Regions from separate parts of the Sus scrofa genome. Here all the other regions are linked to region 1. Evidence: chromatin contacts called from public Hi-C, HiChIP or PLAC-seq and promoter capture Hi-C data. All regions are on one chromosome and are shown on one strand. Each heading gives the region's core, a stretch centred on a gene start, on an enhancer-like site or on the middle of the called end of the contact. The rest is flanking DNA. Distances are from core to core; before and after follow the strand shown.

Region 1 (6,018 bases), core at 1,750-4,249:
TAAGGGGGTAAGAACAGGGCAAAAGGAAAACCGTACAGCAGGATGAAGAGGCTTGAGAGAGGTTGAGAAGGGGACATTTGAGTTTGCCACGTGAGAGTCAAGATAAAGTGGGAACTTGGGTGGACACGGGCCCCTGCCTGCATCTCCAGTGGGACCCACAGGCACTTCTCCTTTGAAACCTCCCCTTAAGCCTCGCTGCTCCCCAGGAAGCTCTCTAACTTGCCTGGCTTTCTTGTCGCGCCATGCCCTTCCCGCACCCAGGGTGCCCCTTCCGTGAAGTCCTTTTTCTCCCTACACTAGCTTACATCTTAACCTCTACTTGTCCTTGAAGACTCAATCATGGCTTCTAGCAAGGCTGCCCACCATGGTGACTTGTTGACCTTCTTTTGGTGTCCTGCAGACTTGTATTTGAGCTATAATTCTGTCCCTAAATACCTATGCAATTTGGGGCAAGTGTGTTCATCTGTAAAATGGGAATAAAAATAGCACGCTGCTTATAAGGGACTAGAAGTGAGAAAATTTAGGTAAAATGACTCAGGGACTCTCAGTTGCTATTATTACTGTTCTTTCTTTCCCCCTCCTCCTTCTCACGCCCCTCCTCCCCTCTTCCTCTTCTCTCCCTGCCCCCAGAGAGGCTGGGGCCAGCCCCTCTCCCACCCCCACAGTCTTTCAAGCAGCCTCCCTTCTCGGCCAGGGCCCTGGACCCTGACTCCACACCGGGCGGGCCGTCTTGGTTTCCCCACTCATAGTCCTCTCCTGTCTCTCATCATCCTTGCCCAGACCACATTCTGGCTTCAAATTCAGGTTTGTTTGTTTTTTTAATTTGTTTGGGTTTTTTTTTCCTGGCTTCCCAAAGCTGTTGGATTCCTTGCGGGGATGTTTCCTGATGTCTTGATCATGAAACCCCCTGCTCTGCTTCCCTGTAAAAAAGCCCTGGACCTGATGGATCAGACCTAACTCCTACCTGGGAAGGGAGGCAATGGGGTTTCATATTTATCACAGAAGAATTAAAAAAAAAAACAAACCAGACTTTTAAAAAATAATAGTGTTACATTTCCAGAAAAATCGAGAGGCTAGTAGAGTTCCTGCCTACCTCCCACTTACGTTCCCCTGTTATTAACATCTTACATGTTCCATGCTTGATTTACATTTTCTTAGTTTTTTTTGGGGGGGGGTTGTTTTGCTTTGGTTTGGTTTATTGTGCTGCATCATTGACACCTGCAAGTTCCCAGGCCAGGGATCAAACCCTCACCACAGCAATAACCAGAGCTACAGCAGTGACAATGCCAGATCCTTAACCCACTGAGCCACCAAGGAACCCCTCAGTTTCCTGAGTTTTTACCTGATGCTCTTTTTAACCACAATACATTTTCTTGTTGGTTCTCCTTAAAGCTCCTATTTGCTGTAACAGTTTCTCAGCATTTTCTGTATTTATTTATGACCTTGATACTTTTGAGGAGTACTACTTGGGAAAGGTGCCCTTCCACTGGGATTTGCTGATGTGCACAGAAGGAATTTAATGCAGGCGATTGCTCTCCACCCGTAATAGAGGATCTGAGATGCAAACCGAAGAAGGTGAACTTACCCAGCAATTAATCGTAGCAGAAAAAGCCATCAACATCCCTAAGCTGGAGAGTGAACAGGAAGTGGCACATGTTATCTGAGCCAGGGGCTGGGGTCACTAGACAGAAGCCTCAGCCAGATGCGGTCACAGCTGCAGGTGCTGGCAGAGGCAAGAGGGATGATGAAATTCTCCGGCCTCTCCTTTTCTCCACCTTCCACTCTCGCTCCAACACCTCTCTTGGGCCATATCCAGCCATTAGCCAACTGACCCAGGATTCTATAAAACTTGGCCTATGAGAATCGGCTCCCAGCTAAACAGAGCGGAAGGCAAGGCTGAGACCGGCCCAGGATCAGGACCACTGGCATTGGAACACAATGCCTGTAACATGGTTTTACTGCAGCACCTATGCAGTGCTTTGCAACCTGAGAGCTCCGTATGATGCATTATAATATCTTTTATACCCAGAGCCTGGAACAGGACTACACCTAAGTTTTCAATGTTTGAGGTATACAGAATGGCTGGCTGGCTGGCTGGCTGGCTGGCTGGCTGGATGACGGTTTCTTTTGACCAATCCCTTCTCTGGTGTGCTCTAGCTTTGAGGAATTGCTCTCTACCAGCTTTCCTTTTCAGCTTCTCATCACCCCGTTTTGGTGCTAAGATTACTTTCAGCCTGGCCTTTGCAACATTTGAAGGCCAGGTGGATGTTGTGACTATAATTAGACTCATGGTCAATCACACGAACTCACCAGTGAGTTTATCCTTCGTTGTGCTTCCCCAGGAAGGTGGGCCACCTCTTCCCAGGGTGCTGCCAGGCCCAGCCTCTTCTTGAGGAGCTGCCCAAGAAGAGGAGTAAATCGTTTCTAAGAGTCAGATATTTCTGTCTGTTCGGTTAGGGTCACCCTGCCCTCACCGGGCTGGTATTTAGGTGGTTTGGGACACATCATCAGAGTCGTCACATTTCCTTTCGGCAGAGCGGAGGAGGAAGTGGAATGCCACAAACAGAACTGACTGGTGACTTTCCCATGGGTGCCGGAGGACTGAGAAGTAACGCCCCGCTTGTCACCAGGTTGGGGAAGAGACGCCCTGGAGCTCACAGATAGGCCACCTGGTATCAGAAACGTCTAAGGTTCCAGGGTCCTTGAGGACTTTCAGTGCTGGGACATAGAAAACCAAGCTCCGCTTGAGAAAACTTCCCTCCTCCACGTGTCAAGTGGAGTCAGTTTCTAGTCTCTGATAAAGAACAAAAAGGTGTATGTATAGGTGACGGGCATTGTTTGGCTACCCAGTTTCAAGTTTTCAGTTGACCAGGGGGCCCTGGACCGCCACAGGACGGAAATCTGTCCAGTCAGCTGTCTCATTTAGCAGAGACTAAAGCATTTGCAACTTGCCTCTCATGTTCAGTCTGGAAAATCGCTGCTCTAAAACAGGTAAGACATGATGACTAGGAAGGGTACTTGCTGTTTTGTTCTGGATACTTCATTTTCCACGGTATTTGCAGCTGAATCGTCAGGAGGCCAGGTGGTGCCCTTGAAAAAGCAGGAGTCTGTTGGAAACGTTGGTGTCTGAGATGTGGGGATCCCAGCTTCTCTGAGGACCCGCTCTGTGATGCTGGACAGGTCAGGGTAACCCTCTGGGACCCCCACGTTCTCATTTGAAAACCAAGGATTACAGTGTCTGTTTCATCCCTGAAGCGTGGTAAAGATCACATGACATGTCTGTGTGAGGACTCTGAAGATGGACAAGTGTAACATATTACAAAAAGTTCTCTGCGTGGACACAAGGCAGCAGAAACGGTACCTTTGATGTTTAATTAATACTGAAAATCTTCCATTACATTTATTTAGCTGTAATTGGGAAGGAGGAGGGCCAGAGTAATTTTCAAAGGGACTTTTTTGAGCTCTAAAAATAGCACTCAGAAAACACATGTTTGATTTTCCTTTTGGTGTCAAACCGCAGTGCCATTGTTATTAGCAGTTTTACAGAATTGTGACCTTCAAACTTGGTGAGAGCAAAGACTGAAAGAAAGCTTCTAGCCTTAAACCCTTTCAAACAGGCTTTTCAAATTAAAGCACTTTTATTTTGAATTAAGAGCGAATAGAATCGTCCCCTTAAATGAGGACTTGCAAGTTTAAAAAGTTGTCTTCCAGGTGGGCTGCAGTAAATGAAGGTGCTGGGAGGGCACTGAAAGCCCTTTTGGGGGTAAACCAGGGGGATTTCTTATAAGGGTTCATTTAACACTCTGCGCCATTAAAGAAGAAATCCAGAACTTAGATTTTCTCTAACTATATGTAAGCTGATTAGTGTATACATCTAGGATCATAATTTACTTTCAGTTTACTGAATTTGTGAATTTTTGCATTCGTTTTAATTTGTAATTAAGTTTTCTCCATGAAGCACACCATATGCCGGCATTAATTCTTTCTAGTTGATTTCTTAGGAGATACATGAGTGCATATTCTGCTGCGATTTTTGAGGTCTTTTGAAAATCAAATGACTACGTGTTTAGCCATATGGGCCTTTGTTATTTAAAATAGCATGTGATAAAGTAAGAGAAAGCAAAATGCAAAAGGACGTGTTATGGGGAAAAAAATCACTGGAAAACTGTTGAAAACATTGTTTTAAACACACACTTTTCAATGCAGGGGGAGCGTTATATTTTTGAAACCTCTGTTTCCGGACCCCGCACTCTCTCTTACCGTCTGTGAACGTACAATATCACAAGTGCACAGGGAGAAACCACGGAAACCAGTTACTGCCCCACGCTTTTTACACGGGCTGCAGATAATCATATCCGCCTTCCATGAGTTCAGTTGTCGCCAATGTTTTCCTTTTAAACGTCTTAGCCCGGGCTTTGGCGTTAAGCTCCAGTTCATCCGCCCCTACCGTGTCGGGGGTGAAAGGGGCCGACGGGTTTTCGGTTTTCCGAGGGAATCCACCGTGCTCCCCAGCCGCCGGCCGTACGTGCGGGCTGCAGACTCGGCCGCCGGCGGGCGCGCGGCGCGCACTAGGACCCAGCAGGGCTCCGGGCCCGGGTGGGAGCCGCGCCGCCGACCCCGGGCGGGCGCCGGGGCTGGAGCCGGGGTTCCGGCCGCGATCGGCTGCAGCTCGGCCGGGAGACGGCGCGACCCGGCGGCGGGGCCACCCGCGAGTCCAGCGCCGCCGCAGCCCCCCAATGCGGCCGCGAGAAGCAGCGGGGGGGCAGGCGATCGAAGGTAACGAAAATGGGGCTCATTTCCTGCCTCCTGATCTTCTGCTCTGGTTCAGCATTGTCACGAGAAGCCCTCACTGTTCAGGCTGCTGCATTTGGGGGCACCCTTTGATTTTTTTTAAGGTGCCCGCCCCCGTATTTCCCCCTGGTTTCAGATTGATTTATAGCATGCAGTCCAAATGGGAACGATCCAGGGATGGCAAGTTGTATATTTTCATTAGTTTTGTCTCAAAAGTAAGTTCATTAAAAAAAAAAAAAGTTTCTCAGGAATTTGTGGATAGTCGCCTTTTTAAAAAAATCAAAAATAGCAGACAAATGGATAATTTTAAAAATTATCAAATCATTGCTGTAATTCTGTTAATTACTTCCCAGGTCTTTACTTTTGTGACACCCCCCCCCCCATGGCATTACTTTTATTTTCAAGGAACTAACGTGTTAAAGGTGGAGTTTGGCTCGGGCAGAGTTTACAGCATTGCTGTCGCAACTGTTTTGCTATCAATTATAAACAGAGTGTCCAATCTGTGGGCAGTTTAAACCTCTTTTCAAATACTGTAACTGGTTATCCTGATATGACATCTACAGATGGGAGTTTCCTTTGAGGGCCGTCGGAATATTTCTTTTTGGAGAAACACCGTTTTGAGGAGAAAACCGTGCTCTCTGGCCAGGGAGGCTGAAGAGACTATTTTTCATGCTTTGTTTATACTCCCGGATTGACGTTTGGGGACGGGAAACACAGTCTTTCTCGGCAGCTTTTCATGGTGGGATTATTAATTTATTTCATTTGTTAGTTTCAATTGGTGGGGCTCGGGGAGCCCTCTGTCACAGGATGTGCTTAAGGTGACACATTTGCCAGCAGTTGGGACACATGATTGCACATGTAAAATGGGCTTCAGCCCAAGGGTCTGTTCTGCCGGGAGCTCCCATGTGGAGCTGTTGTAGGCAGGGTGCGACGGGCTCATTGAAGAAAAAGGGAATCATTTTCCTTAGCTAAGGAAGACATCCTGTTATATTCCTTTTGTTCCCAGTTTTTCATTGATCGCCAGCTCTGCCTTAGAGAAGGGCGATCGCAGAGCTGGGAAGATTTGCACAAATGACTACAGCCCACTCTTCCCTCGCACTGATTGGTCAGTTCCATGGGGACTTAGGAAAACAGTCACCCCCAAACCTTCTTTGAAAATCGTGCTGTAATTTCAGACGTGTCTTCTCGTGCCCAGATCTCTGCAAGCTTGATGTTGAAATCGGGTGC
Region 2 (6,018 bases), core at 1,231-3,730, 470 kb after region 1:
ACGTGGCCACATCACTTTGGCTAATGAAATGTGAAGTGAAAACATACACCACACCCAACGAGAGGTTTTAAATGTTGCTTGTGTGGCTTGGCTTGACCACTTGCATGCCTGTCTGGCACCATGAAAAGAACCTGCCTTGGGTTGTGGCTGATCTTTTAGTCTAGGTCTTGCCAAAGACAGATGAAGGGTAGACTTGGGTTTGACATGAAGCCTGAGCCAGGCCATGATACCCAACTCATATACCTCTGAGGGGGAAATAAACATTGGTTGGGGCTGTTTGTTACACAGCACTAACTCAGCAATAGCTAACTCATATAGGAATTTTAAGATGATTTTTAAAATTCATTTTCTTGTTAATTATCTGTAGTTCTAAGTTTCCTACAATGAATGTGTTATTTATTCAGTCAATGGTTATACATTTAACACCTCTGTATACCTGCCCCTAAGCTAGATATTACGATAAGGTGGGGGGAAAAAAAGTTAATATACTTGTCCCCATGGAACTTAAGAGTCTAATAGGGGAGACATGTATTCATCTCATTGTCTCACACACACACACATGTAAAACTGCAATGTGATAAGTGCTAGAAATGGGAAGCATGTGGGGCATAGAAAACAGAAATGTGACTTAGGCAGAAATGCCAGGAAAGGCTTCATGGACGATGTGACAATTGAGCTGAGCTCTGCAGAATGAACAGGAGTTAACCAGGTGAAGTGGTGTGATAAAAAAAACTTTTAATAGTAATAACTTTGTTTTATTTCTCAGGTTCTGCCTGACCGCCATAACAATATTAGGTAATATTTAGCCTGAGGACCAAATTACCACTGACCTTGATATAAACAGCCTAGAGGTATACAACAGGAGCACCAAGTTGTCCATCAAAACCCCCCTCCCCATAGTCTGGGCTGTTACTGGGACGTGGCCACCCTGCCAGGACTCATTTCTCAGCTCCCAGCTCATTTCCCAGCTCCCCAGCTGTGTTCATTTGGCCCTGTTCTTGCCAGTAGGATTGAGCCCCAGTGAGGGCATCACTTCTGGGCCGGGACTGTTAAGAAACAGGTTGCCTTCCCCCTACTGGCTCGATCCCCTCCCCCTGCTGATGAGGCTGACCACAATGGGACCCTCGGAAGAAAGCTGTCACCAACCAGAAACACCTGCCTTGGGACACTCGCTCAGTGTTATGTGAACACAAAATAAACTATAATGTCAAGGTGCTGAAAATCTGGAGACATATTTGTTACAACAGCTGTGTTATGCTGATTAATAGAACATATATTTTTAAAATGAATTCAGCATTTCCTGATTCACACATGCACACAGCCTACCTTTCCCTGGGTGGAATATTTGCTTTGTGTGAATTGACCTTTGGGCTCAATTTTCACACCCCCGCCCAACCCTCTCCCTCACCGCCCCCCTACCCTGCTCCTTCCACCTGGCAAGGCCTTTGTTGTGTGGGTCCTGCATGTCACAACTGGTTGGTGAGTTTGGTGGAACTGCTTGATTTTATACACTATTAATTTTGCTTGCCTCTCCACTTTCATGGATCCTTATGGGTACTGCTGGCATTTTCAGGATGAGGAATGTCTTACATAGACCAGAGGTGTTCTGCTGGAGCCTGAGACACATTGCCTTGAAAGAATACCATGTTTACTCACATAAATCTAAAAAGCGACATTTGTGAGGGTGGGCGCAAGACAGAGGAGCCTGATTTGGGAGCCAGTGGGGAGCCACTGTAGGTGGGCTGGTAGGGGAAGGATATGACTGAAGAGGTGTTTTAGGAGGATGCATCTGATTGTATCACAGAGAAGACATGAGAAAGAAAATAGCACAGAGGCACAGGGAGGAACCGTGTGATAACCCAGCTGTGAAATCATACTTGGGATGGCGCCAGTAGGAATGGAGACAAACAGGTGACTAGGGGAGGCCGAAGAAATGAGCACGCAACACTCAGCCACTGTTCCCAGCTCATCAGCTGCTCTAACCACATCCCAGAGGTGCCATATGCCAGTTCACTCCTATGGCTCCACCAATACCATCTAACCTGCAAAAATAACAACACAGACGTCAAAGTTATGGCACTGTCTTTTTAAAAGACTGGTCATAAGGAAAAAAGGAGTAATTGCTTCAGTAATCAGAAATGAGACAAATGAACTACCTTCCCAGATCATTTTTAGCAGCTGAGTACTCTCTGGAGGGGAAAGAACTGCACGTCTGAGTTGGAAGGGAAAATGAAGTAAACACATTTTTTTGTACTGGAAGAGGAAAATTCGCTAAAGTCTAGGGGACTAGCCTACGAGGACAGAGAAGATGTTTTCTGGAAGCACTGAAGAGTCTCGTCTGCGTATGCTTTGCTGGAGTAACAATCGGCCCGAATCCCAGCCCAGTCCCCCTCGGTGACCTCGGCTCTTCCCCGCCCCGCCCGGGTGATTCCGGGTGATCCCGGGTCTACCCGGCTGCAGACGGAGGGCTGCTTTCTGTTCCTCAGATGCGCATGCGCACCCCTCCCTTTGCCGCCCTACCCAGCTCTCGGCCAGGTCTGGAGCGCTCTTCCCACTGGCTTTCTTTTGCCATTTACGCTTCACCTTAAAAAGCCACTTGGAGAGGACCTCCCCACCACCCAATCAAAGCAGCCACGTTCCCCCCACCACCACCCCATTATCCCCTCTCCTGTCTCCTTATTGTACTTCTCAGAGCACTGATTTCTCTCTGCTGTCCCTTCTTTTATCTACTCGTTTGCTTATTGCCAGTTTTTCCTGCTAGAATGTAAGCCCCCTGAGAGAGTACCTAGCCAGTCCGATTCCCCACAGTAGCTACAGCATCTGCAACAGTCCTACTCAATGCGGATGCTATTAAATTTGTGCATCACTGACTGACCAAGTCTAGGACCAATGAGGAAAACACTGGATGAATTAGCCACCTCCCCACACCCCCAAATAAGTTCTCTCTCCTCAGAGGAGCTTATTCAATGAAAGATTTTTCTCCCTGTGGTTACATTTGATTAAGAAATATGTTTTCACAATTATGCCTGAATTTTTCCAGTCTGGATTTCATATCAGACGGCTAGACTCTAGGAAAATGGAAGGTTCTTAATCAAGGGGAAAAAAAAATCCAAACGTTTAAAATCATCTCTTGGGGAAGGATAACCTGAAATGCAAGTCATGAGTTTTATGCATGGTCTTCTCTGCTCCTATTAGTTTTTCTCTCTTTTTAAAGTTACTCTATCTTCTTGATAGCAGCTACCCCACAGTTATACATGCATTCAAAATTCAGAAAACACTGAATCAATGAGGAGGAGACAGAGTTTGCAATCTGTGGGTCTGAGAAGTCCAAAACATCCTGTTTGTCACCACCTCTGGGAAGCCTTTTCTGATTCTTCCAGGCAGAATTGCATTTTTTCTTTCCTTGCTCTCATTTCACTATTCATTTCACTCTCTAATCACCCTGGTGTCCAGCACCAATGAGACACTTAATAGGCACTTGATTAAATTATTGCATAAATGAATACAATTTAAATTATATAAGGAAAAAAAAAAAGCTGCCAGAATTGGGGCAGGTTTTAGAAATCACCTAGGCAATGTTTCTCAAAAATACAGTCATTTGCATCTTCATCATAAGTTTTGGCATACTATTAATTCTTACAGGTTTCTTTAGCCAACCTTTCTACTACTTAAGTATGTTTATATTTTATAAAAATTAGCATCATAATCATAAATGGCAAACTGGCATGACTTGGCATCAGTAAAAAGCAATCCCCTTACCTTCAAAAACCCATGAATGAGAAATATTTTCCTTAAAATCTAGCTGGAGGTTATTTGCTGAACTGTGTTCCCCTCTCCAAGTTCCTGCATTGAGGCATTAACACTCCCTCCTCCCATCCCACACCCACAGTACTTCCGAATGTGACTCTATTGCGACAGAGGACCTTAGAGGTAATTAAGTTAAATTCAGCCCTAATCCAATCTGACTGTTGTCCTTATAAGGAGATTCGAACAAAGAAAGAGAAACCACAGACACACAACAAGATAACCAACTAACTTGCAGTGAGAAGATATACCCTCTATGAGAGAGAGGGAGAGGGAGAGGAGGGAGAGCCTCAGAAGAAACCAACCCTGCTGACACCTTGATCTTGGACTCCTAGGTGCCAGAACTGTGAATTTTGGTTATTGAAGCTCCCAGTCCGTGGTGTTCTGCTATGGCAGCCAGAGCAGAATAATACACTGGGTATTACTGGCAACTAAAGACACTGAGCCTAAAGTCTGCTCTCATTTAGTTGAAAACTGAGACTATGAGAGTAAGAAGAATACTAAAGACCCACTGTCCCCAGCAGAGGCTTTCTCCTTGACAACAAATCAGACAAATTAAGTAGAATTTAAAAGGAAATGACTTTCCACTCTAAGGTTTATATCAGTGAGCCTGGAAGAGGCTGTATTTTTTCAAATCTCTCTCTCTCTCTTTTTTTTTTTTTTAACAGCTGCACCTGTGGCATATGAAAGTTTCCCATATGCTAGGGCTAGGGGTCAAATCGGAGCTGCAGCTGCCAGCCTACGCCACAGCCACAGCAACACCAGACCTGAGCCACATCTGCGACCTGCGCCATAGCTTACAGCAATGCCAGATCCTGAACCCACTGAGCGAGGCCAGGGATTGAACCTGCATCCTCACAGACACTATGTTGGCTTCTTAACCCGCTGAGCCACAGTGGGAACTCCAAGTGTCTTACCACCTTAACAGTTTATTTCTTACTCATGCTGCTTGTCCCACACAGGTCTGTGGGGGCTCCCCTCCACGCAGTCCCTCAGGGCCCCAGGCTGATGGAGGCTCCACCACCATGGTGCTGCATTATTTGGAGTACCATGGCCTCTATCACCACGTGTGGGGAGAGTCTGGAGATTTGTGCATGGGCTTCCCATTGTCTCGGACTAGAAGCGGTCCCCATCATCATTTCTTTTTTTTTTTTCTTTTTTGTCTTTTTGCCATTTTCTTGGGCCGCTCCTGCGGCATATGGAGGTTCCCAGGCTAAGGGTCGAATTGGAGCTGCAGCCACCAGCCTACGCCAGAGCCAGAGCATCCCGGGATCCAAGCCGAGTCTGCAACCTACACCACAGCTCATGGCAACGAGGGATCCTTAACTCACTGAGCAAGGGCAGGGATCAAACCCGCAACCTCATGGTTCCTAGTCGGATTCATTAACCACTGAGCCACGACGGGAACTCCCCCATCATCATTTCTGCTCACATCTTATGGGCCAGGACTAGCCGCATGCTCCTACCTAATAGCAAGAGGGCCAGGAAACATAAGCACACAAATGGATTCTTTTTTTTTTTGGTCTTTTTAAGGTTGCACCTGAGGCATATGGAGGTTCCCAGGCTAGGGGTCAAATCAGGGCTTCAACTGCTGGCCTATGCCACAGCCACAGCAACACCAGATCCGAACCGCATCTGCCACCTACACCACAGCTCATGACAAGGCTGAATCTTCACCCACTAAGCGAGGCCAGGGACAGAACCCACATCCTCGTGAATACTAGTCATTACCGCTGAGCCACAACAGGAACTCCACGCAACTGGATTCTTTAGAGTGTTTCTATCTCTTCCACAAGCTCTGATGCTACTTAATATCATCTTCCTGTCCTTAAAATCATCTTGGAAAAGAATGAAAAGATCTAGGCCAATCTCTGAATTGCATCCCTGAAGTCCACCAGGTAAGGGCTAATTTGCTGTCACATATGCACCTCACGGTAGGTTTGCAGCCAGATCTCTGGTCTCGGGAGGCCTGTACTTAAGTTCTTTCCACCCAACCCTGTAAGCACAAAATGGTAGCCTCTGGAACACTCTGGATGTCTATTTTTGGTGCAAGACTCTTTCATTGTTCAAATAGGATCATAACAGGAAACATTCAAAAGGCCGATACTGATATCGAAGAACAGGAGCAGCTTGTCCCATTTAACATTTCAGCCGGAACATGCAGAGACCTTTCCCACTCGTGTCAGAAGCAAATACATCTGCGGAATCAATGAA
Region 3 (6,018 bases), core at 1,834-4,333, 310 kb before region 1:
GTGAGTAAAAAAATAAAAGTTTTGAAAAAGACATTTCCTAAAGAACAAAAGGTTTTGTCTGCTCTATACACAGTTTAAGTTTTGGTTCAGCTCACAGCCAAAATAGGCCTGAGAGTTTAGTAATTAAAGGCAAAAAAACCTTTGTAACATGCTAATAAAACTGTACTAAATCACTGCGCCTAGAAGAATACCACACTCTTTATGCAGTCAAGGTGTTTAGCTACTGGTGAATGCCAAGATTCACCAGGAACTGACTTTTTACTTTGGAGAACTGGACCTGGTCCCGCATCAGAATTTTCTCTTACACAGGCCCAGGTTCCCTACCGTCTCCGAGAGCTACAGTAGTCAAGTCGCATAGCTTTACGAGGATGGAACCCAAGTGTTTTCCTCCAATTGTTTGTTTCTGGTTTGCCTTCCCAGGGCAGTGCCTGGCACGGCACAGGTCTAACATCACATTTAAGCGGTGACACCAGAATTGGAATTACAACCCAGATGCGCAGCAAAGTACAGTGTTTCCCAAAGTGGGGGTGACTGGGACCTGACGTTAATTATCACATTCTGAAAGTACCTCCAATTCCTGTTTAATCAAGGCGAAAGTTGCTTGCAGAAACGCCTCTATGCTTGCTTTTGAACAAAGGACAGACTCTAGGCTCTTCTGCAGGCACCAGTAACACTGTAACACGAACAGAAGGTATCTTATGACTCCATTACATTTATGATAGCTAAAATTTATGTCTTGGAGTTCCCGCTGTGGCTCAGTGGGTTAGCAACCTGACATAGTGTCCTTGAGGAATGGGGGTTTGATCCCGGCCTTGCTCAGTGGGTTAAGGATCTGGCGTTGCGGCAAGCTGTGGTGTAGGTCACAGATGGGTCTCAGATCCGGTGTTGCCATCGCTGTGGTATAGGCCAGCAGGTGCAGCTCCAACTGGACCCCTAGCCTGGGGACTTCCATATGCCACAGATGCAGCCATAAAAAGAAAAAAAAAATTAAAGTTCAGGTCTTCAGGGCAGTGCTTATGTGAAAGTGAAGGAGGCAACCAACCACATTACTGCAACGTTAACAAACACTGCATTAAGCTATAATGCCAAGCAGGATAAAAATCTAAAGAAATTCTCCCACCAAATGCCAGCTCATAACATGAGAGCGTTTAGGGACTGAAAAAAAATTCGTGAATGCAAATGGATACTCCCCTTAAAGTTGCAAGTTTCTCCTCTCCCTCTACCATCCCAGACCCAGGGAGGGCATTATCTTACACTTCCAGCTGCTCCTTCTTACAGAGCTTGCTGACTATTAGGAAGGCATGGGAGTCAACTGAGGCCAGGTGTGGCCAGTAATGGGCAAATACGGACCCCAGTTTTAAATCCAGTCATTACTAGATGGCAAATGAACACTTTGGCAGGTTACTTAACTGCTGCACCTCAGTTTCCTCCTCCGTAAAATGGGTATCATACCTACCTCCTGTTCCTTCAACAAATATTTATTGTGCAGCTAGTATGTGCCAAGCACTGAGAATAAGAAGTTAATATAGAAACAGTCTCTGTCCTAGAAAAGCTTGTTTTTCAGGGGGAAAGAGACGACACAAAGAGAAATGAACAAAAGACAAGATATCTTTACAGGTATTCACTACATTTTATAGGTAAGAGAGAGTAACAGAGATGCCCTTAGCTTGGAACATTCTAACACTGACGTGAGCTCTGGAAAATGAAAATGAACCAGCCAAATAACAGTAGGGGAGGGAAAGAAGAGCATTCCAAGTGAGGGAACCCAACCTGTGAAGGCTAGGCGGTGAGATCAAGGTTGTAGTAATTCCAAAAACAGAACGACTTGGGCAAGGAAGACAGGTAGGTGGTCCAGGATGAAGAGGGTAGGCAGGAGTGAGGGGTAAGCTAAAGATCCTGCATTTTATTCTAAGAATAGCCGGACCTCACTGAAGGGCTTTAATAAGCAGGGGAGTACCGTGGTCCAATGTGCCTTTTAAAAATACTACATTCCGTACAACTCTGTACCGAGAATCGTTGGGAGGAAGACAAAAGTCGAAGGAATGAGCCTCCTGTTGGAACTCGGGTAGCTGAAGGCGGTGGGTATAGTGAAGTAGGCTAATTCGGGGGTACGTCGAGGAAATAAGGACAGCTACTGACTCTTCTGGACGCTCACTACGGGCCAGGCACAGCTTGAAGCGCTTTACTGGGTATACACTCATTTTACGCTCGCAACACGACTGTTTCCCTTTATGATGAAACTGGACACAGAAAATCTAAGTGCCTGGCATAGAGTAAGCGCCCAACATGCTAGCTGCCGAGACCATCCACCAGCTACGTGGAGAAGCTGAAATTGCAATCGGCGGAGGGGGACTCCCGCTGGCTGGACCCCGGTCTCGGCAGGACCAAGTGCTCGCGCCAAAGAGGCACTATTAGTGGAGAAAGCCGAGGCCCAAGAGGAGACCCTACCTAGTGTCTTTACAAGATGCTCCGCTCCCCTCGGGATCCGCCTCCAGCCCCACCAGGCACTGAAGAATTCGCGAAACCCGGCTGCCCGCGCACCAGGCCAGAAGGAGCAGAACCACGAGCCCGGTTCCCGCAGCCACCCGGGACCCACCAGAGGCCGCGGAACCCACAGCCTCCATACACGCACCTGAAGCCCCCAGAGCGCGCAGCCGCCTGAGCCCCCGCCCCTTTGCAGCCGCTCGCGCCTGCGCGCAGTTCGAACCCTCCGGGCCGCGGCGCGGGTCTCGTGGCCCTGCCCCTTCCCCTTCCGGGCCGTCCACCACCGGGTCCTAAAGCCCGCTGGATCCCGAGAGGTTGCAGGGGGCTTCCTCAGGAAGGGGCGGAGAGACCTGCCCTCCCCTAGGTCTCCTCTTACTTCCCGGCCACGTCTCCTAAAAGGGGGAGACAGAGAAAGAAGTGTTTCCCCCAGTTCTTCGTTGGTTAATTAGCAAAACTCATCCCCTCTGCAGGAATTCTCGTAGCCTCAGGTTGCCGGATCTCGAGGCAGAGAGGTTTATTTTAAAGGCAGCGAGAGGCTCTCAAGGTTCAAGGAAGGGAATGGCTGAGACCGGTGTCCTGGGAGGAGCGGGCTCTCCTGGGGCGCAGACTGTAAAACCTGCTGTAAAATAAAAGGTTAAATGAGCTCCCTCAGGCTCAACCTCGAATGCCTGTTTTTTCGCAGACACAGGCGTGTCTGCTTCTGTGTGTGTGTGTGTGTGTGTGTGTGTGTGTGTGTTTGAGTGTGAGTGTTGTGGGGGGGTTGTTTTTTTAATCTGATTAAACCGATTTACCAGGAGAGGGGGCTGAAGTAACTCCTTTGCAAAATGGAACCCTCGCCAAATTCCTTGCCTTTGATAAGGATATTAGCTCTGGCATTTGAGCTCAATGGTGTTTTTTATTAATTATTCTCGGAGTTTTCTTCAAACCAGGCGCCTCTCCTAGAGGACTGAATTGAATAACTTTGGTTCGTTTACTGAATGTCTGCTTTGTGCCAGGCACTATGCTCCAGCGCTAGGGTCATCCAGAAGAACAGAACAGACAAACTAGCTACCCCGAAGGGCTCGACCCCAATGACTTGCTGATCTGCACGTGAATCTTGGACTTGACTTGTTTGGATTGGCTCCTTTTACCTTCTTTTTGTGTCTCCTATAATGTTTAGCATAGCGTCATTGAGAAAAATTATCGAAAGTAATTTACTGCAAGGTATGGAGGCAGAAGATGAAAATAATCATGCAGGATACGCTGAAACACTACCTAGCTGAGCTGGGTCCCCAGTCGCGCGCCAAGAGTTAAGGGGACAAGAGGGGCGGAGCCAAGGCTAGAAGCCGGCCTGGAGCCTCTCCGCCATAGGCTGTTCCAAGGAAACGTTATTAAACAAAACCTCTGGCCAATAGAACTGCGGGATCAACGCCGGTGGCTCGCAAGATGTCCAATAGGAGAAGAGGTTGGAGGTGCCCTGAAAAGTTCAGCTTCCTGAACTGCGGTGGGCTTGGCAAGCGATCTCCGATAAAGAGGGCTCTGGCCTCGGAGGTCGTGGATTCACCTCTCTGGACTTGAGTGTGGCAGTCGCGATGTTTTTATCCCAGGCTGGGGCCCAGCCGCGGATGTGGGAAGCCAGCCCTTCGGAACACAAGAAATGGGTGGAAGTAGGTGTCCAGAGGGCTGAGTCTCGGACTTTAACTGGACCTGGGGCTCTCACTTCCATCACCCCGCCTGGCCCTATCTCGGCCGGGTTGCACAGATAAGGACTGTGTCTTGGTTAATGGCTGAGCCTAGGGCTGCAAGCCTTCTGGATCCCGGTCCAGTGTTCTAGCTACTTCCAAGTTCCTTGTTTTCCTTGTGACATCGTCTATTTGTGATAAACCTGTAATCTGCATCTCTCCTCCCGCCTTTCAAAGCCAGTCGCTTGGCCTCACCTTCCTTAATCCAGGATTTACTTCGGGTTAGAATTTATGCCAGGGGTTTAAAGGAATTAATCTAGCGATTAAGTCGTTTGCACTTTTTGGCGGGTAAATTTTAGCGCATCCTTAAGATTTCTTGAGAATTAAAATTAGGTAATGAAATTCCATTTCTGAGCCCTACTCCTCGGCTGAGTTTTAGATTTGGGAGGTCTAACTTAATATGTAAGTAATAAAAATAATAGAAGAAATAGTTTCTGCCTTATTAACTAAAGATATTTAATGTTCTTTAGGTATTTAAAGCATGCGATGAAGATAACAAAGGCTATCTAAGCAGAGAGGACTTTAAAGTTGCTATTGTAATGCTGTTTGGTTACAAGCCCTCCAAGGTAGAGCTTTCTTTTGTATTTGGGGCTGGGGCAGACAATGCAGTAGTGGGTGGATTCTAAATAATGTGCGGAGGGCCAGCTTGGGATGTTTATAAAGCAAACTGCTGCCTTCTGAATAATTTCAGAGATGTATCCAGTGCTATATTTTTCTTTCTTCTTAGGAACCCAACTCAGGGATGAATTAGAATCCATTAAGACTAAGTCACCACCAAGCTGCTAATTATAATAAGTATGAGATTCTTCTGGTGGTTTTAAGAGGGAAGCATGGGAGGGGGATGTTGGTAACAGGAGAAATTCTCAAAGGACGTGACATGCAGGGTTTTTGTTTTTTGTTTTCTTAAGTTAAAAAAATGCTCCGTTTAAATTATAAAAACAATGCATTTAATAGTCAAAAAATTAAAACAGTCCAGAAAAGTATAAAAGCCCCTTCCTACCTACCAAAGGGTCGCACTCCACAGGAGTTAGCTTTATTGAATTTGTGTATCATTCCCAAGTGTCGCATGCATGACAAGCATGCCTAGCATTCCATTGGAAACATAAGTGGGTGCAGAGTGTGCTAATTTTATTTTATCTTGCTTTTTTTAACTTAACCACAGAAGAGCATAAAAGCACTCCCCATCACATTTTACAAAATAATTGCTTAGTATTTTCTTTAGCTAGTTTCCTTATTTTGTTCATTTTTGACTGTCCATTATTTTTCATTTCTACAAATACTGTTGCAAGGAGCATTCTTTTATAACTATATCTCTGCTTGGGGATGTCTATCTGTGGAACAAATTCCTAGAAATACAAGTGCTGGGTGCATTTCAAACTTTGTTGGGCATTGCTCTGTAGGAAAGGTTGCACTGATTAAGGAGAGTTGAGCTGAACTTCCCATATAGTACATTTAGTAGGACAGGTCCGTTCCCCCCCCCCCCCCCCCCCCCCCCCCCCCCGCTGCTCTTCTTATCTCTTATATCCATTCTAGTAATGGATCCCTCTTACAAAGCCACTGAAGTGGAATTAATGAGAGGCAAGATCTTGTCCAGGTTTAAGAAATTCAACTGCAGGCATCAAACAGAGGGAGCACTCCAGGAGGTATCTGGAATACTCCCTCCTGCCCAACCACTTTGGCCCAGCTGTTCTTCACAAGTTGGCTCTGTCATCTGGCAAGTCCCACGAAGCCAGGGACCACATGATGTCCCACTTCTCCATTCTTCATTATGTTTAAATGCATCACAACTTCATTGTGAATATGTTCTGTTAAC
Region 4 (6,018 bases), core at 976-3,475, 280 kb before region 1:
ACAGATGAAGCTGAGCGCCTTTATCGCTCATCTCAGGCCAAACGAGACTGACTTCTCACTTATTTTATCTTTTGGGTAGGAAGAAAAGGCATCGGAAATTGACAAATAATCACACATTTTTATTTGATGACAGTCACATTGCTGGCACTTGTTAGCAGACAGATGTTTTTGTTACACCTCAAAATTGTATTTTTTGATTTAAGAATGCTGTTGCTTAATAATAATAGAATTTTCAGTTAAAATGTCTAAACGCACTTAGCTTTAAGTGTCATTCAATAATCACGCTAAAGGAACATATTCAGAAATAACAATAAAACTTATAAAATGGTTTTCTTAATCCAAGTCTTCTTATTGTTAAGGTTCCTGGTAACTCATTCATGATTTCAGATGGAAATCTTCCCTGCCTTGGAGATGGCATGACCAGGCACCCGTCCAAAGAGAGGAGGGGACAGCAGAAGAGTCTTATTCTTATTTCCCTTTTGCAGTCATTTAACTGTGTTTGCCAGAGAGAGAATAGTCAATGAGTACCTGAGTGAATGAATCGATGAGTAAATAAAGGAGCAAAGGAGTAGAATGAAGTTGATCAAAATTTGCATGTTGAAGTTGTGTGTTAAATTGGGTAGAGCAGCTGCTGGCCCTGCATTTTATCTGAGCCTGTTGCAAATTGTCTTCTTTTCTGGGCTTTCCATTTCAGATGTAGAGTCAGAGGCTTTAAAACATACGAACTTGACCACGCATTTGTGTAGACATTTAAACTGCTGTCATCGTAAAATTATTACGGTAGTTTTAAACTCTGTCAGAAAGCTTTTAACAGAACTCTGTTATCAGAGTCAACTTGAATCAATTGGGTGAAACTTTCTTTTCCTTTCTTGCGCGTTGTCTACTAGAGAAGTTTCTTTTAGTGACCCAATTTGTTAGAGTGTGGTGCCATTCATTCTGCTGGTTACCAGTTCGGCATGACAAGTGGCCGGATATCCTTTTCATAGACACCTTCTATCCACAGATCGGTTGTTTGGGGGAAAAAAAATTGGACCTAGTTCTTCAGGAATACTTATTTCCACAAGCTGATGTACAGAAATCAGATGAGCCCCTATGGTTCAGTTGTGCTGTCTCTACACTGGCATCCATTGCTAGATGGGTCTCAGTTAAATAGGAGGGAAAGCGCAATGGCAGTACATATTCACATGTTCATATATCAGCATCCATCTCTGAGTCAGGAATCTTGATGAAAAAAAGATAAAAATTTATTTATTTATTTATTTTCTTTTTAGGGCCACACTCATGGCATATGGAAGTTCCCAGGCTAGGGGTCCAATCAGAGCTACAGCTGCCAGCCTACATCACAGCCACAGCAGTGCTGGATCAGAGCTGCATCTGTGACCTATACCACAGCTCACGGCAATGCTGGATCCTTAACCCACTGAGCAGGGCCAGGGATCAAACCCTCGTCCTCATGGATACTAATTTGGTTTGTTACCATTAAGCCACAACAAAAACTCCTCAAAAATTTTTAAATGTGAAATTGCCTCCTCAATCATTTTTAGTTCCAATTAAATTAATGTCTTTTGTGGACACTGTAGGCAAGCATAGTATTCAATACCACTTAGTTGCTATCTCTCTCTTACTTTCTAATTTTCATTTAGTTCTTAGTCTTTGCTTTTTAGTGTGAGCTTATGGTAGAATAAATCAAATTAGCTTTAGTGGGTAGATTTAGTTTTCTCTAATAACTTACTAAGCAAAACATACCTTCTTCTTAAGTGAAAAAGCCAAAGTGGATTATTTTTTATTTGACTGACAAGGAAAGGCATTTCTAATTTTATTTAGTGATTGAAATAAATTGCTTTACCATAAATTAAACGTGAAATATCTATATGATCTTCTTTTAATGAACAAAGCCCACTGAGAGCCAAGCACATTTGTAGTTGGTCTCTTTAGCCAGTTGGTGGTGCTAAAAATTCTGATAAGAAATTAACTGAAAGGAGAGGAAGTTAGCCCAGAGCCTTTCTTAATAAATGTTGTCTTATTAGTTTTTGAAAAATTAGTACCAAAAACGTATGCCCAAATTATTGCACCTTCTAAATTTAGGAACTAAACCGAGTATCTCTGATGGACGGCAGAGTACATTTCTAGTAAACTTCTGTACATATGTCATTGGCTCCCATAGGATTTGCCTGTCGGAGATGGCATAGTTGTGTAACTCCCGGCTCCATTCTGGAACTCGCCCGTAGCCTGCTGGCTGGGGAACAGAAGTGAGGCCAATACTGTGTGCTAGTGCCGTATTCCTGGGTCTATTTAGGTGTGGAATTTAGAGCTAAGAAGTACTATTTTGTATTATTACTACTTTTTTTTTTTTTAACTATTAATGTGCTTTTTGTGGACTAGGTTTGTTTAAGCCTTTGTTTTTTAGTGCCTAACAAGTCCCGTAGAGCGATAGTCTGTTGCCTGAATGTGTCCTGGAGATGCGGCCAGAAAAACAGAGGACTTGGAGTTAAGACGTCAAAGGTCTGGATCCATCAGTCAGATCTAACCAAAGATGTTACTTGTACTAGTCTTAAAAAAAAAAAAAGGCCTTACTTAGTTATACTTTTAAATTTTACACTGGCTAAAGCACCTAAGTAATAGCATTTTATGATTTTATTATCCCATTGAAGTTTTCTTCTGACTTGTTTCAATCTTCCAAACATAGAATATGCTATGGAAAGCTATCAGAGTTTTAAAAAGTAAAAAAAAGTAAAAAAGAAACAAAGTCGAAAAAATGTTTTTAACAGATAATCCTAGAACTGACTTTTATGATATTATAAAGACTATTTAAATTTAAATAATCTTCCTTTCACCTAGATAAAGACTGCCTGTCAATTCAGGAAGTCAGGAAATTTAAAACCCTAGAGCAGGTTTGAATTTCCCTACATATTTCATAACCGCCCCTTGGTCACTTACATCTATTTTTTTTGGCTACACTCATGGCACATGGAAATTTCCGGGCCAGGGATCGAATCTGCGCCACGGCAGTGATCTGAGCCACACGTCACCAGATGGCAACACTGGATCCTTAACTGTTAGGCCACCAGGGAACTCCCTGTATCAGTTCTTTAGAGCTCAGTTTTCCCAGCTTGTAAAATGGGAATAGTAATCACTTTTCCCCAGAGTTGGTGAAAGATGAGATCCCGAGGGTTTGTTAGGTGGTGTTTTCCCGACACTTCCCTCCTTTGAGGCAGAGACGGTGACTCAGTTGTTTTTGAGCCCCACACGATACCCCTGGACTTAGCCAGGGCTTTAGGGCAGGAAGTCCTCTTTGTGTCCGGTAATGCCTCGTGCTCCACTAATGAAGAGATATTTCTAGGTTGTAACATTTCACAAGGATTTTGCAGACTCAGACTCGTAAAAGAGCTACTCAGATAGATCTGGTTTTCAGCTATTTGCCTGTCTATCCTTGGGGATATTGACTTGTTGGTGTGAATCTGCCTAAACGTGTAAGACTGGAGACGCAAGTATGAGATTTCCAAAAGGTAGGATAGCAAAGGCGTTACTAAGAGTTTGTTCATCCATCCATTTGTTTGCCCCACAGACTTTCACCGAGCATTACTCTTCCAGAGATGAACTCCAGGAGAGCCGCAGCCCACCTCTGAGAGCTGCAGGCATCAAGCAGCCGGATGCTTCTGTTTGGCAGGAATTGATGCGCAGCCCTTATTTCAGGCACAGCAAGATTATTTAAATTTAAATATTCTTTTTAATAATATTATAAAACTCAGTTCTAGGATTGTCTGTAACAACATTTTTTTTTTTTGCATTTAAAACTCTGATGGTTTAATTGAATTTTCCACAGAATATTCTGTGTTAGAAAGATTGAAACAAGTCAGAAGAAAGTTCAATGCAATGGTAATCATAAAACACTCTTACTTAGATGCTTTAGCCAGTATATAATTTAAAAGCGTAAGTGTGTAAGGTACGTTTTTTTAGAAATAGCACAACTAATGTCTTTGGTTAGATCTGATTGGTTCAGATCTTTGATTCTTTGAGATACACAATCAAGGAAGCAGGTGGTGGCAGAGATTTTAGAAATTCAATATACCTTCTCTCATTATATAGCTCAAAAAATGGAGGCTAAGTGAATTTCATGACTTATCCAAGGTTACACAGACTCAGATCAAGACTCACATCTCCTAATTCCCAATTCAATGCGGAGGCATTATTTTCCCATCCTCGGTTCTGCAAGATGAGCCTTTTTGGGTGTAAAGAAGGATAAGTGGGAGTTCCCACTTCGGATCTGTGGGTTAAGGATCTGACATTGTCTCTGTGAGGATGCGGGTTCAATCCCTGGCCTTGCTCAGTGGTTTGGGGATCTGGCATTGCTGCAAGCTGTGGGGTTAATTTGCAGATACTGCTCAGATCCGGTGTGGCTGTGGCTGTGGCATAGGCTGCAGCTGCAGCTCTGATTTGACCTCTGGCCCAGGAACTTCCATATGCTGCAGGTGTGGCCCTAAAAAGAAAAAAAAGGCAAGCGTATGCTTGTTCATCCTCAATAAACTTTCGTACTAAACATGGAATATCATTCCTGCCCAGTTATCAGGAAACTTGCAGTGTAAGGGAGGCAGTTAATTAAGGCGCTCCTCCGTACCTTCCAGAGCAGAGCTGGAGAGGGTGCACACACCAGGCACATCACCTGCAGACCTCAGCCAGAGCAGAGGCGTGCCTGGGCCGGTTCCATGCAGAAGCAGGCCGGGTTTCCACTCGCCGGCTGCCTTGCCTGCTTCTCGTTTCCCGAGAGACAAATGCTGTCCTAGGCCGCAGGTGTATTAGTAATTTCTGAGTTTGTTCCCCACTCAAAATGACCTCATTGTTTTGTGCTTCTTTTCCATAATTATACAGTAACAGGAAAATAAACCAGCTCTGCGTACAGCCCACAGCAGAAATCTCATGCTCTTTATGTAAGTTTGATTTATAGACGTGTACTGCAGAGCGGAGTGACTATGAAACATTCATCTTCCCATTGCTAGTTGCCATGGAAATCAAGTACACAGAGCAGTGTCATTCCGGCCCTGGTGATGCCTGCAGTAGTTTATTCCTTTGTTGTTCTCGTTTCTTAAGCAACTGCCTCGCCTTCTTTCATCATTATAATTAATCATGCACACACGTTTTTATCTTTCATCTCAAGTACTAAAAATGTATGACAAAATTTGGAAGAATTTAAATGTTCTTGTGGCTTTAAATATGCATTTGTGATTTTCCCCCTCAGTCCCACTGGAAAAATAGGTCATGTAAGGGAAAAAAAAAACACATATTAACGTACAGAAACCTCAGTAAAGACAGCAATATAGAAATTTAAGGAAAAAGCATTGCCACACGAAGAAAATCTTAAGGAACTTCAGATTCACAGTGTTTGGAGCCAAGTCTGCATTTTGAGTTAGGCCACCAAAAAAAAAAAAAAAAAAAAAAAAAAAAAGCCACTGAGCTATATATTATCAACTCTCCTTTCGGTTTGTTTTGTTAGTTTCCTTAGGGGTTTAAACAACCTAAATACTTGCTGGATAGACACAGTAGACATTAAAGAGTAGGAAGCCTTTTTTCTTTAAAGGCTAATGAAGTTCAAAAATTTTTTACAAAATAAGCAAAAGAAATTCTAGTCAGTCTTCCTCATTTTTTTTTTTTAAACCATTTTACCCCCTTTTAACCTAGCAGAGTTCATAATACATACCATGGCTGCCATTAATAAGTGCTGGTTGATTATCTGCCTTCTTTGATTGGGTTTCTGGCCCAGTCTGTTGGTTAAGAGAGCTTGTCCTGGACCAGCTCTGCATCTAAATCCCCACCCCGTTGCATGTTGCTATGAGACCTTTGAAAAGTATTTTAACTTGCCCTGGTTTCCTTATCTGTAGACTGGGAAGCTATGACCTTGCAATAATAATGGGTTGTTGGGGGCTTGACGCGGATAATTCATGCAAAGGGCCTACTTCTGGGCCTGGCATGGGATTAATGATCAGGCAGGCGGACTCTTTGGTGGTGGTGAAGCTTATCACTATG

Evidence for each region. Promoter capture Hi-C pulls out the DNA fragments that hold promoters and counts their contacts. A called contact is a pair of places that touch in the nucleus more often than the background predicts. HiChIP or PLAC-seq counts read pairs in DNA pulled down with a chosen protein or histone mark.
Region 2: a contact with region 1 is called in a Hi-C map of embryonic fibroblasts, with 1.8 times the contacts expected there. The contact joins the enhancer-like site here to the promoter of LOC106504536 in region 1. A contact is called at or near these places in 1 of 5 promoter capture datasets (fetal liver), 10 of 47 Hi-C or Micro-C datasets (alveolar macrophages, embryonic fibroblasts, fibroblasts and 5 more) and 1 of 2 datasets of contacts at active chromatin or transcription factors (skeletal muscle).
Region 3: a promoter capture Hi-C map of liver shows a contact between it and region 1, with 5 times the contacts expected there. The contact joins the promoter of TDP1 here to the promoter of LOC106504536 in region 1. A contact is called at or near these places in 1 of 5 promoter capture datasets (liver), 5 of 47 Hi-C or Micro-C datasets (fetal heart ventricle, heart right ventricle, liver and 1 more) and 2 of 2 datasets of contacts at active chromatin or transcription factors (alveolar macrophages and skeletal muscle).
Region 4: a contact with region 1 is called in an H3K27ac HiChIP or PLAC-seq map of skeletal muscle. The contact joins the enhancer-like site here to the promoter of LOC106504536 in region 1. A contact is called at or near these places in 3 of 5 promoter capture datasets (fetal liver, fetal skeletal muscle and liver), 10 of 47 Hi-C or Micro-C datasets (embryonic fibroblasts, fetal liver, fetal skeletal muscle and 6 more) and 1 of 2 datasets of contacts at active chromatin or transcription factors (skeletal muscle).

What each region holds. Positions count from the first base shown.
Region 1 is chr7:111,450,496-111,456,513 of Sscrofa11.1, reverse strand. It overlaps LOC106504536, which reads left to right and starts at 2,999. Exons shown (of 2, transcript XM_021099995.1): 1 at 2,999-5,530. The coding sequence starts at 4,365. The coding sequence ends at 5,306. It also overlaps a transcript of FOXN3 not described here.
Region 2 is chr7:110,979,938-110,985,955 of Sscrofa11.1, reverse strand. No RefSeq gene overlaps it. Among named protein-coding and RNA genes, the nearest start is that of TTC8, 250 kb to the right of the region's middle. Within about 2 kb of position 2,480, at least 48 of the 83 cell types and tissues checked have an H3K27ac peak or open chromatin away from gene starts, as enhancers often do. A contact at or near this core is called in embryonic fibroblasts, fetal liver, mesenteric adipose tissue and 2 more, where this site is marked.
Region 3 is chr7:111,764,159-111,770,176 of Sscrofa11.1, reverse strand. It overlaps TDP1 (tyrosyl-DNA phosphodiesterase 1), which reads right to left and starts at 3,083. Exons shown (of 17, transcript XM_005666389.3): 1 at 2,633-3,083; 2 at 569-673. EFCAB11 (EF-hand calcium-binding domain-containing protein 11) reads left to right here and starts at 3,920. Exons shown (of 8, transcript XM_021099597.1): 1 at 3,920-4,130; 2 at 4,676-4,771. The coding sequence starts at 4,056.
Region 4 is chr7:111,726,863-111,732,880 of Sscrofa11.1, reverse strand. All of the region lies in intron 5 of EFCAB11 (EF-hand calcium-binding domain-containing protein 11), which reads left to right. Among named protein-coding and RNA genes, the nearest start is that of EFCAB11, 36 kb to the left of the region's middle. Within about 2 kb of position 2,225, at least 12 of the 83 cell types and tissues checked have an H3K27ac peak or open chromatin away from gene starts, as enhancers often do. A contact at or near this core is called in fetal skeletal muscle, omental adipose tissue, retroperitoneal adipose tissue and 2 more, where this site is marked.